Regions from separate parts of the Mus musculus genome. Here all the other regions are linked to region 1. The links are chromatin contacts, called in public HiChIP or PLAC-seq and promoter capture Hi-C maps. All regions are on one chromosome and are shown on one strand. Each heading gives the region's core, a stretch centred on a gene start, on an enhancer-like site or on the middle of the called end of the contact. The rest is flanking DNA. Distances are from core to core; before and after follow the strand shown. Region 1 holds the start of Rbl2 (RB transcriptional corepressor like 2). Region 2 overlaps Chd9 (chromodomain helicase DNA binding protein 9). Region 3 overlaps Chd9 (chromodomain helicase DNA binding protein 9).

What was found. Promoter capture Hi-C pulls out the DNA fragments that hold promoters and counts their contacts. HiChIP or PLAC-seq counts read pairs in DNA pulled down with a chosen protein or histone mark.
Region 2: an H3K27ac HiChIP or PLAC-seq map of embryonic stem cells shows a contact between it and region 1, with 5 read pairs. The contact joins the enhancer-like site here to the promoter of Rbl2 in region 1. A contact is called at or near these places in 3 of 39 promoter capture datasets (the C10 cell line and pre-B cells), 5 of 115 datasets of contacts at active chromatin or transcription factors (bone marrow-derived macrophages, embryonic basal ganglia, embryonic limb bud and 1 more) and 2 of 9 other capture datasets (adipose tissue and liver).
Region 3: a promoter capture Hi-C map of the C10 cell line shows a contact between it and region 1. The contact joins the enhancer-like site here to the promoter of Rbl2 in region 1. A contact is called at or near these places in 4 of 39 promoter capture datasets (the C10 cell line, the HPC-7 cell line, cranial neural crest and 1 more), 5 of 115 datasets of contacts at active chromatin or transcription factors (bone marrow-derived macrophages, double positive thymocytes, embryonic stem cells and 1 more) and 3 of 9 other capture datasets (adipose tissue, liver and pancreatic islet).

The regions. Positions count from the first base shown.
Region 1 is chr8:91,068,105-91,071,615 of GRCm38.p6, reverse strand. It overlaps Rbl2 (RB transcriptional corepressor like 2), which reads right to left and starts at 1,559. Exons shown (of 22, transcript NM_011250.4): 1 at 1,210-1,559. The coding sequence starts at 1,440.
Region 2 is chr8:90,860,299-90,863,809 of GRCm38.p6, reverse strand. The region is part of intron 2 of Chd9 (chromodomain helicase DNA binding protein 9); the gene reads right to left. Among named protein-coding and RNA genes, the nearest start is that of Chd9, 33 kb to the right of the region's middle. RefSeq lists an enhancer at 320-2,839. Within about 2 kb of position 1,514, at least 152 of the 459 cell types and tissues checked have an H3K27ac peak or open chromatin away from gene starts, as enhancers often do. A contact at or near this core is called in adipose tissue, bone marrow-derived macrophages, embryonic basal ganglia and 2 more, where this site is marked.
Region 3 is chr8:90,921,552-90,925,062 of GRCm38.p6, reverse strand. The region is part of intron 2 of Chd9 (chromodomain helicase DNA binding protein 9); the gene reads right to left. Among named protein-coding and RNA genes, the nearest start is that of Chd9, 94 kb to the right of the region's middle. Within about 2 kb of position 1,717, at least 12 of the 459 cell types and tissues checked have an H3K27ac peak or open chromatin away from gene starts, as enhancers often do.

The sequences.
Region 1 (3,511 bases), core at 310-2,809:
TTTCAAAACGATTTACTAGTCGAGCTGGCAAGGCTGAGCAGGTAAAGGCACTAGCTGACCAACAGATTTAACAGACTTGCAGTGATCCACGGGTGAAAAGATAGACTGACTCCCCAAAGCCGTCCTCTGACCAACACACACACACACACACACACACACACACACACACACACACACACACACTAATTTACTAAGCATCTGTTAAATGCCACTTGCATATGTGACACCAGGCTTCATATGACTTAGTCTGTGATTTGAAGTCTCTGCTATGTTATAATACTCATTCTTGCTAATTTACAGCGTCATCTCTAAGGTGAAGTAAGAATTCGTTTGGGAGTATTTGTGTCCTTCAAACCAGAAGTTCTCCTCTTTGCCTGGCTATCGGAAACACTGGGTAAGGAAGGCGGCTACGGTCTCTTCAGCCAGACTGCTTCAGTCTAGGAAATTTTCTGCACACATACACACATTGCTTTAGTTAAGCTTTAGGTAAGCACTTTGAAGTGGGCACAAGTAACAAAACTGCTCACACAACATAACTGAGTTTCACTGTGGTTAAAAACTTGTCCAGAGTCACTCAGACACAGGTCTAAAGCTGCCATGTTTCTTTTTTTTGTGAGTGTAACAAATGGAGAGAGGGGAATTCGATGTGTGTCGATTTTTAAAAAAATAGAAATAAACCGACTCAGAAGAATGGCACAAGTACATCCATATCATAGTTAAATAACACCTTGCTTAGCCTTCGGGTCGGGGGCCTCTTTGCTCTGCTACTTCGATAAGCTTCCATATATAAAATCAAAGGGTCATACGCACAGGCAGCTGAAAAACAATCCGGACTTCCGTGTCACTTCCCATTGGCCCATACAGGGGAGGTGCCTGCAGAGTTGACAGGCACTAGCCCGAATAGCCATTTTCGTCAACTGCAAAGCCCCGTCCCAAGAACGGAACATAACAAGCCTACACCTGGATGACAGCCAAAAAGAGTGCCCAAGTTCAGCAACAAATGTTGTGTGTCTACACCCGCTTTTCATCTGCCCGGGGGGTGGGGGACAATAAATCCTAAGCCATTCTCACACGTAAGCAAGCCTGAAACTTAATGAGTTTCCTCTGACGGCCGCAAAGCCAGGGGGAGGCAATGGTGCGGGGCAAACGACCAAGTGATCCTAGGGCCACCCCGAGTCCCCGATCTCCACGGAGGATCTGAGCACGCACCTCCAGCGTGTAGCTCTCGCTCATGCTGCGGTAGCTGCTCCAGGCCTCGGCGCGCGCCGCCTCGTCCATGTTGAGGCGGCTGCACAGCTCCTCGAACCGCTGCTGGATCTGATGGCTCGGGGACCCCGCGGGCTGCGCGCGATCCGCGGCGTCGCCATCCTCCTCCTCTTCCTCCGAGCTGGCTGCAGCAGCTGGAGGAGGCGGTGGCGACTGGTTGCCTCCAGATGCCATGGCGCACCCCGAGGCCGCGGCTCTTCAGATGCGCTCAGGGCCCGGGCCCGCAGCCATTCAAACCGCGAAGCGCCGGCCCGTCAGCAGCCTGTCCTGCTACTGTGCCGCCCCCAAAGTTCCTCAGTCCCATGCGGGCACCCGTAGGTCTGAGCACGGCCTGCTGGGAAATGTAGTCTCGGCCGGGATCTCAGGGAGACCAAAAGTCATGGAAGAAGAAAGCAAAAAACGAGCTGTGCATCATTTAGGGGTGAATGGACACGTCCTCTACCGTTTTAAAAAGCATCTCTCAATAGTGAGACCATTCAGAAGGCTCGTTTGAAGAGAAAAAGACCAAGAAATATCGACAGGATTTAGTATATAAGCCCTTTACACACATCCTCACCTAGAGGTCCTCAGATAGTAAAGCTAAAAGGTCCAAAGTAAAGATAATAGTTTGCCTGCCCTTTCTAGTCTCTGTTGCTGAGATAAACACGGACTGTAACCAACTCGGAGAGGAAAGGGCTTATTTCATTTTAGTCTTTACAGTTCATCATTGACGGAGGTTAAAGCAGGACGCTGCTTACTGACTTAGCTCCCCGTTGCTTTATCAGCTACTTTCTTAATACAACGCCACCCCCGCGGCCGCCACCTCCCTAGGCAAGACCCACAGGTCAATCCAACAGAGAGGATTCCTCAAGTGACACTCCTATGTCAACGCTATCAATGGCAAAGGTATATTGAGCTAAGAATTGATCTCACTTCACCAAACAAAAACAAAATAAAAAACCCTCAACCCTCAACCCTCAATCACACAAATAATCATGAATGTGTTTTCAAGAATAACTTAAAATGTATATTAGCTATCACATAACTGCTCCTAGATACGGCTAAAGTTTCTTACAGATAAAAGGAAGAGCGTAGAGCAGGGACATCTGAGTGAGTCCAGAGTGGACATGACCCTGAGCCACCTGAGGGAGGAGAGTGCGGGGAGGGGGCGCGGGAGGTGAAGGGAGAGAGGGGAGAGAGGGGAACCAGGTGCAGCAGCTAGAAGGCCCAAAGGTACACCGAGCTAGAAACTAAAATGTCTGGATTATATAGGAAAGCACAGCCCACCCCTTGAGCTGGAGAGTTTTGGGTAGGGGGCTGGCTATGGTAACAGGTAGAGGTTGAGGGCTACCAGGAGAACAGAGCAGCCAGGTCCTCTTTGATATGTTAAATAGGCACCTCAGCCTTTTGTCCCCGGGCTTGAAACTTTCCTATATTTATGATTTGAGGTGTTAAAGCTACCGAATCTCTAACTAAGCTTAGATATGAAGGGAATTTCAAAGAATTTGCTCACGGAAAAGAAACTTTTAAGGCACATTGCATGGGCTTAAGTGGTGAAGAGAATCTAGTGGAGATAAACACATTGATTGAAAAGGGCTGGGGAGATTCTCAGTGGCAAAAAAAAAATCCCTCACCTGAGATCAACCTGTATAACTCACATGTGTTGCGGGAGCAGGTGTTAAAAGCCAGGAATGGAGGGTTGGCTTGTAATCTCAGCAGCGGGGGGTGGGGTGGGGGGGGCGTGGAGGTGTGTGGGGAGGTGGAGGGGTGGGGGGGGGTGGAGGGGGGCGGGGGGGGGGGAGAACATAAGCTGGTGGAGTCCTGAGGAGAGTCTCACTTGCTGGCCAGTGAGAGGCAGGATCTGAAAAAGAGAGGGGCCTGGGAAATAACACTTGAGGCTGTTCTATGGCTTCTACACACAGTGTGCACAGGCTTGAAGACACACACCAATGTATTCAAACAAATGCACACGTGCGCAAACAATACTGACCAAAAAGATACTTAGTTCTAGGCCATGAGGACATTGGATTGAAGTCATCATCCATTAGCTATTTTGACAATTTTGTAGGCTGGAGAGATAGCTTAGTCGTCAAGACCACTGACTGCTCTTCCAGAGGGCCTGAGTTCGAGTTCAGACAACCATGTCACACTCACAACCACCTGGAACTCCAGTTCCAAGGGCATTTACACCCTCTTCTAGACTCGTGGCATCTGCGTTAATGTCCCCTCTCTGTCATAATTAGCTATCTTGCCTCAAGACTTTGAA
Region 2 (3,511 bases), core at 265-2,764, 210 kb after region 1:
CCACGGCTGGCTACTGTATAATCCATTCAACAACTGGGAATTAGAGGAACTGAGACACGTGCACTATGCAGTAGAGATAGGATTTGAATCTGGTTTCCCTTCATTAGGAACCTTAGAAAGAGGCTGGAGTCTCCTACTTAGCTCAACCCGATGGAAAACAGAGCCCTGGCTCCCCTGAAGCCACAGGTAAGGATAGAGCTCTGGTGTTCTCAGTGCCATATACCCTTTCCTTGGAAGACAAGCACAAAGCCATATGACTTTGAAAATGGGATAAGACAATAGAATATTAGGGAGTTGCTTCAAAATAGCCCAGAGATAAAGGAAGTGGGCAGAGACACTAATGAAATGGACAGGTTAATAATAGTTGAAGCTACATTATAGGTTCAGCCATACTTGAGCATAGTTGATAATCTGATAATTAAATTCCTTTTGTTTGTTTGTTTGTTTATCTGGTTGTGTGTGTGTGTGTCTGTGTGTGTCTGTGTGAAGATCAGAGGACAATTTTTGGGGAGTTGGCTCTCTCCTTCCATGATGTGGGTTCTGGGGATTGGTGGCAAGGGCTTTTTACCAGCTGAACCATTTCACTGGCCCTATATCCTGTGTAAAATTTAAGATGTACCAAATAATTTAAATTTTCTTTGGAGACAAGGTTTCTCTGTGTAATAGCCTTGGCTATCCTGGAACTGGGCTTGTAGACCAGGCTGGCCTCCCACTCCCACTCATAGAAATCCACCTGTCTCTGCCTCCTGAGTGCTTGGATTAAAAGTATGCACCACCATGCCCATCTCCAAATAATTTAATTAAAAAAAAAAGTTTATGTATGTGTTTGGGTGCTTTGTTTGCATGTAACTCTGTGCACCATATGGAGGCCAGACTGGGTATCAATTCCCCTGGAAATGGAATTATAGATACTTGTGAGCCACCATGTGGGTGCTGGGAATCAAACCTGGGTCAGAGGAGCAACCAGTGTTGATAACCACTGAACCACCTAAGTTTGGAGATGGGAGCCCAGACTGGCTGCAGATTCCTGAGCTCAGTGACCTCTGGCTTTGGTCTCCCCCAAAAATTGCAACTACAGGCTCAGGTCATCATGACCTCCTATGATGAATACTTTTAATACAATGTTTATTTATTATAAAAAGCCTTTCTCACACATATTTTATAAACACCTCACCAGTGATACAGATACACACAGACACAGCCCCCCCCCCTCTCTCACACACACACACACACACTTTAAAGACAGCAAAACTGAAGCTCAGAGTGGCTAAGTCATTGACACAACACAGAATCGAGTTGAACCTTGGGATCCCAATTCCAATTACAAGATAAGTTGGAGGCAAGAGGCAGCTGAGGCGGTTGGTTTGAGCAGCCTGTGGTTGCTAGGGGCCATGTCATTACCCTGGGAGCCCCGCACTATCCACTTCTAAGCCCAGCTCCTAGGCAGCCAGGCCTCTGCTTAATTGGTATGGCACAGACCCCAGCGGGACCCCAGGGAGTCATTGAGTGCACAGTGGAAAGCGCCCAGCCACTGACTTCACGTGCTGCTTGGTAGTTAAGAAAACACAGTCCAGCCCAGCAGGCCCTAGACCCTTTCACAGGCATCTTGAGAGCTGCTGCCTGAACGAACATCTGGGTCTGATAAAGGGAGACCCACGTGGGCTTCCCTGCCCCCTTTCCCAGAGCCATTTCCGCACATACCCTTGAAGCTCTGCGCCTGTGGCTGCCCCGTTCTTTCCTTTCCCAAACATATGGATTCCCAGCTCCTATTTCAAACTGCAGCGCTGGGCTGCTGTAAACTCCCCCAAGCTCCCAATTTCCTTTTTCCATTGCTCATTCTTTCCCAAAGTGCTTGAAAAAAAAAAAAGCCCCCTTTTACCTCTGTTCCAGCTTCCCTGTTTGTGAAAGGAGGGCAGGGAGAAGAGCTGTCAATCACCAGGGTGACTGACAGGAGCTTCAACTCAACAAGCCTGAGAGATGGAGGTGCGTGGGGGTTGGGGGAACCTGAGGAACTCACCATGGGGAAAGCCTCGACTCCCCCAAATCATTCACGCTGCAGGAGGCCTGAGGCCCCGCCATCTGCTCCCTTCTGGCTGGCTGAAACTTCCCCTTTGAAAATCACTAATGAAAGCGGGGCGGGAGGGGGCACGGCGTGGGCACAGTTCCCAGAAGGTTACTGCTGAAGTGGGTGTGTGCCATTTGGGCAGCTAGGGGCAAGTCCTTGCCTGCTTCTTACCCTGTGGCCTTCTGCTGCTTCTTCTAATGGCAACTTTCCTCTCAAAGAAGAGAGAGACAGGTCTCTACTACAAGGCCAGACACATCAGCTGCGAGGGGGGATGGAAGACAGGATATACAAGCACCAGGGGCCTTAGGGACAGAAGGTATTCCTCCCAGACAGAGGTCAAGAGGCCTCAGATGCCCTTAGGGATCCAGCAGGCCATGTAAATGTTCTGGAGGGAGAGGGAAGGAAGGGATATAAAAGACAGAGTGCTGCAGTACTCTCAGCAAAGGCAGTGTGCTGGTTGGGTTATGACAACTGGACATAGACATATGTAAGAAGGGAATCTTATGTATGTATATATGTATGTATGTATCCATCAATCTATCATCTATATATCTATCTACCATCTATCTGTCTGTCTGTCTATATCTGTCTATATCTGTCTATCTATTTATCTATCTATCTATCTATCTATCTATCTATCTATCTATCTATCTATCTATCTATATCTACATTATCTTTTTTTTTTTTGATACAGGGTTTCTCTGTGTAGCCCTGGCTATCCTGGAACTCACTATGTAGATCAGGCTGGCCTTGAATTCACAGAGATCCGCCTGCCTCTGCCTCCCAAGTGCTGGGACTAAAGGCATGTACCACCACTGCCCAGCTCTATCTATTTTCTTTCTTTCTTTCTTCCTTCCTTCCTTTCTTCTTCCTTCCTTTCTTCTTTCTTTCTCTCTCTGTCTCTTTCTTTCTTTCTTTCTCTCTTTCTTTCTTTCTTTCTTTCTTTCTTTCTTTCTTTCTTTCTTTCTTTCTTTCTTTCTCTCTCTCTCCTCCTTCCTTTCTTTCTTTCCTTTTCCTTTCCTTTCCTTTCCTTTCCTTTCCTTTCCTTTCCTTTCCTTTCCTTTCCTTTCCTTTCCTTTCCTTTCCTTTCCTTTCCTTTCCTTTCCTTTCCTTTCCTTTCCTTTCCTTTCCTTTCCTTTCCTTCCCTTCCCTTCCCTTCCCTTCCCTTCCCTTCCCTTCCCTTCCCTACCCTTCCTTTCCTTTCCTTTCCTCTTTCCTGCCTTCCTGCCTTCCTTCTCTCTCTCTCTCTCTCTCTCTCTCTATCTATCTATCTATCTATCTATCTATCTATCTATCTATCTATCTATTTTGAGTCAGGGTCTTACTATGTAGCCTTGGCTGGCCTGGAAATCATCTTGTAGACTGGGCTGACCTCATGCAGAATGCTTCTGCCTGCTGAGTTCTGGGACTAACGGGTACAACATGCCCAGCAGAAGAGGAAATCTT
Region 3 (3,511 bases), core at 468-2,967, 150 kb after region 1:
CACCCACTGTCTTCTTCTTTTTTTTTTCTTTTTCTTTTTTTGTTTTTTTTTTTTCAAGACAGGGTTTCTCTGTATAGCCCTGGATGTCCTGGAACTCACTTTGTAGACCAGGCTGGTCTCGAACTCAGAAATCCACCTGCCTTTGCCTCCCGAGTGCTGGGATCAAAGGCGTGTGCCACCTACCCGGCCCCACTGTCTTTTTATTTTTATTTTTTAGGTATTTTCCTCATTTACATTTCCAATGCTAGCCCAAAAGTCCCCCATACCCTCCCCCACACTCCCCTACCCACCCACTCCCACTTTTTGGCCCTGGCGTTCTCCTGTACTGGGGCATATAAAGTTTGCAAGTCCAATGGGCCTCTCTTTCCAGTGATGGCCGACTAGGCCATCTTTTGATACATATGCAGCTAGAGTCAAGAGTTCCGGGGTACTGGTTAGTTCATAATCCCCACTGTCTTCTTAAATTGACCCAAACAAAGGCATACTGATGCTCTCTTCACTGTTCACTCTTTACTCAATTATCTATCACCAGGATTTGTTACAGCTACTTGGGAGGAGTCTCCTAAATGCTTAATGACAAACAAGAAACTCACTCACTTTCTCCCTTTTCCTTAATGTTCAGTTTCAGACTCTATAAATGATTCTTTCCTCTAGAGCACCTTCCTAATGTTGCAACCCTTTAATACAGTTTCTTGTGTTGTGGTGACACCTGAATCATAAAATTATTTTTGTCGCTACTTCATAACTGTAATTTTGCTACTGTTGTGAATCATAATGTAAATATCTGATATGCAGGATGGTCTTAGGAGACCCCTATGAAAGGACTGTTAGACCGCCTACCAAGAGATCTTGATTCACCAGTTGAGAACTATTGACCTAGATGTTGGTAATACTTGAGAATACTCTCACCTCTAAATGTTGAGGGTACTTAGGGGTACTCTAATCTTTTTTCATTTCTGTCTCTATTGACTCTAAAGATACTTTTAACTAGTCTCATGAAGTTAAATGCCACATATGTTGGTAATTTCCAAATTTATATCTATTATATGTCTTATTTATATCTATTTAGATTTATAAATATATATTTGTATCTAGTTTATATCTGTTATATATTATATCTCCACCTCAAACCCATATAACCTAACAAATACTTGGTTTCTTCTCCCATGTATAGCTATGACACTAACCTTGTTATTTACTTGGCTGTGTTTCAACACAGTAAGCAGCAGGTGTGATCTCATGGAAGTTATTCAGGGTCACTTCGCTTAAAGTTCTTCAGTGACTCTGTATTACACCCATAATGAAAGTGGCACTCCCCATTCTGACTGCACTATAGTCCCCCCACTCCCACCTGAACAGCTCTCTGCCCTCTCAGCCTGCTCTCCTCTCTTGGTCACTCCCACTTGCTTTGGCCACAAAGCTAGTTGGTTCACTAAAAAGGCAGGTAAGGAGAGAGAGAGTGCCCCAGGAGGAAGCCTCCAATACCCTTCTTTCCAATGTTTCAAAGAAAAAGCAGGTTCCAGGACAGCCAGGACTATACAGAGAAACCCTTCTCAAAAAAACAAAACAAAACAAAACAAAGCAACAACAACAAAAGAAACCCCAAAAACAACAACAAAGAACAAGCAGGAACCTGGAAAACAGCCAGCCAAGGGTTTACAACTAAGAAACAGAAAGCAAATCCTTATCATTAAAGGAGATCCCTGTTAACACGTGCAAAGAGCAGTGGGAAGGTGTCTAAGATGAAGGAAGAGAACCTGGACTCAGCCACAGCACTAAAAGAGAAACAATGGAAAATGGGAGTCTGAACCCAAGCTAAAGAGGAGACTTCGGTGACCACTCAGAAGAAATGCAGACACTTCATAGGTGCTTAGAAAGAGGACTCAGAAATGAATGACCCCAGTCTCCAGAACATTTTGGAGCAAGACGTAAAATAATCTTATTTACAGATTTGCAATATCAAATGCTGAATATGTCTGCTGTTACACCACACACACACACACACACACATGGGGGGGGGTATGGGGGACGGGGACATAGATTTTGACCCTAAGAAAGTTACTGAATATAGCAGACAAATAATTAATAATATCTGTTAAATATGCTGAGGGAGCTAATAGCAACCATGGAAAGGGGACACAAAGTGACTAAAAACTCTCCAAACTAGATGAAAGACAAGAACTTTAAAAAAAATTTTTTTTTTTCAAGACAGGTTTTCTCTGTGTAGCCCCGGCTGTTCTGGAACTCACTCGGTAGACCAGACTGGCCTTGAACTCAGAAATCCGCCTGCCTCTGCCTCCCAAGTGCTGGGATTAAAGGCGTGCGCCACCAGTGCCTGGCTTAAAAATAGTCTTAAGTGTGCATGTATGGAGGTCTGTGTATCCTTACATGCAGAGTACACAAGGAGCCAGAACAGGACATTGGATCCCAGGGGCAGTAAGCTGCCTTGTGTGAGTGCTGGAAGCCACACTTGAGTCCTCTGAAAGAACAACACATGCTCTTAACTCCAATTCTGTTCCCAGCACCACATGGTGGTTCACAAGCATCTGTAAGTCCAGGACGGGATCCGATGTCCTATGCAAATGCGTATACGCAGGCAAAAGCCTTCTACACATTAAAATTTTTTTTAAAGAAAAAGATGGAGTCATGAACTTAGCACCATGGTAAAGGATGAGTGTCAGGACTTGGACAGTGTGATCGTTTTTTCCCTCTACAAAACACAATTCGTTATGTTCTAGAACTATATAACTGTTCTATGTATCCCTGAAATATTGATAATAATCTACTTTACTTATAATTTCAACTCTTTAATTCAAAAGTGGCCCTGAGAGATGGCTCAACAAATAAAGGGCACTTGATACCATGCCACTTGACTTGAATTCAGTACCAGAAACCACATAATGGATGGGGAGAATGGGTTCTAGAAGCTGACCTCTGACCTCCTCATGCGTGTGACGTGGCACCAATGCACCAATACTCTCTCTCTCTTTCTCTCTCTCTCTTTCTCCCTCTCTCTCTCTCTCTCTCTTTCTCTCTCTCTCACACACACATCATTATCATTATAAGTAGCACTTGGTGGGGGGGCAGTGAGAAGGTAGCAAGTTGCCAGCCAGTCTGAGTTAACTAGTGAAAGTGTCTCAGAAAACATACGTCACGAGGTCAAGAGCAACAAACAAACACATTAATTAATGTCAAATGTAAGATTCACTCCTGGTCAGAGAACGATGGCTCGGAGATCAAGAGTTCATCCTACTTTTCCAGAGGACTCAAGTTTCAGTAACACCATGTGAAGGTGGCTCCTAACTGGTCTACAGGATCTGATGCCCTCTTCTGATCTTCTCAGGCACACATACAGATTCAAGTATAAATCCACATTTAAAAAAAGTAAAATTACTAAATACCTAATAAAAAATGAAAAAAAAAAGTAAAATTAAAAAAAAATTTTAAATTGGACTCATCAGTTTGTGGTAGTATGTTCCTTTAATCCTGGAACTCGAGAGGCAAAAGCAGG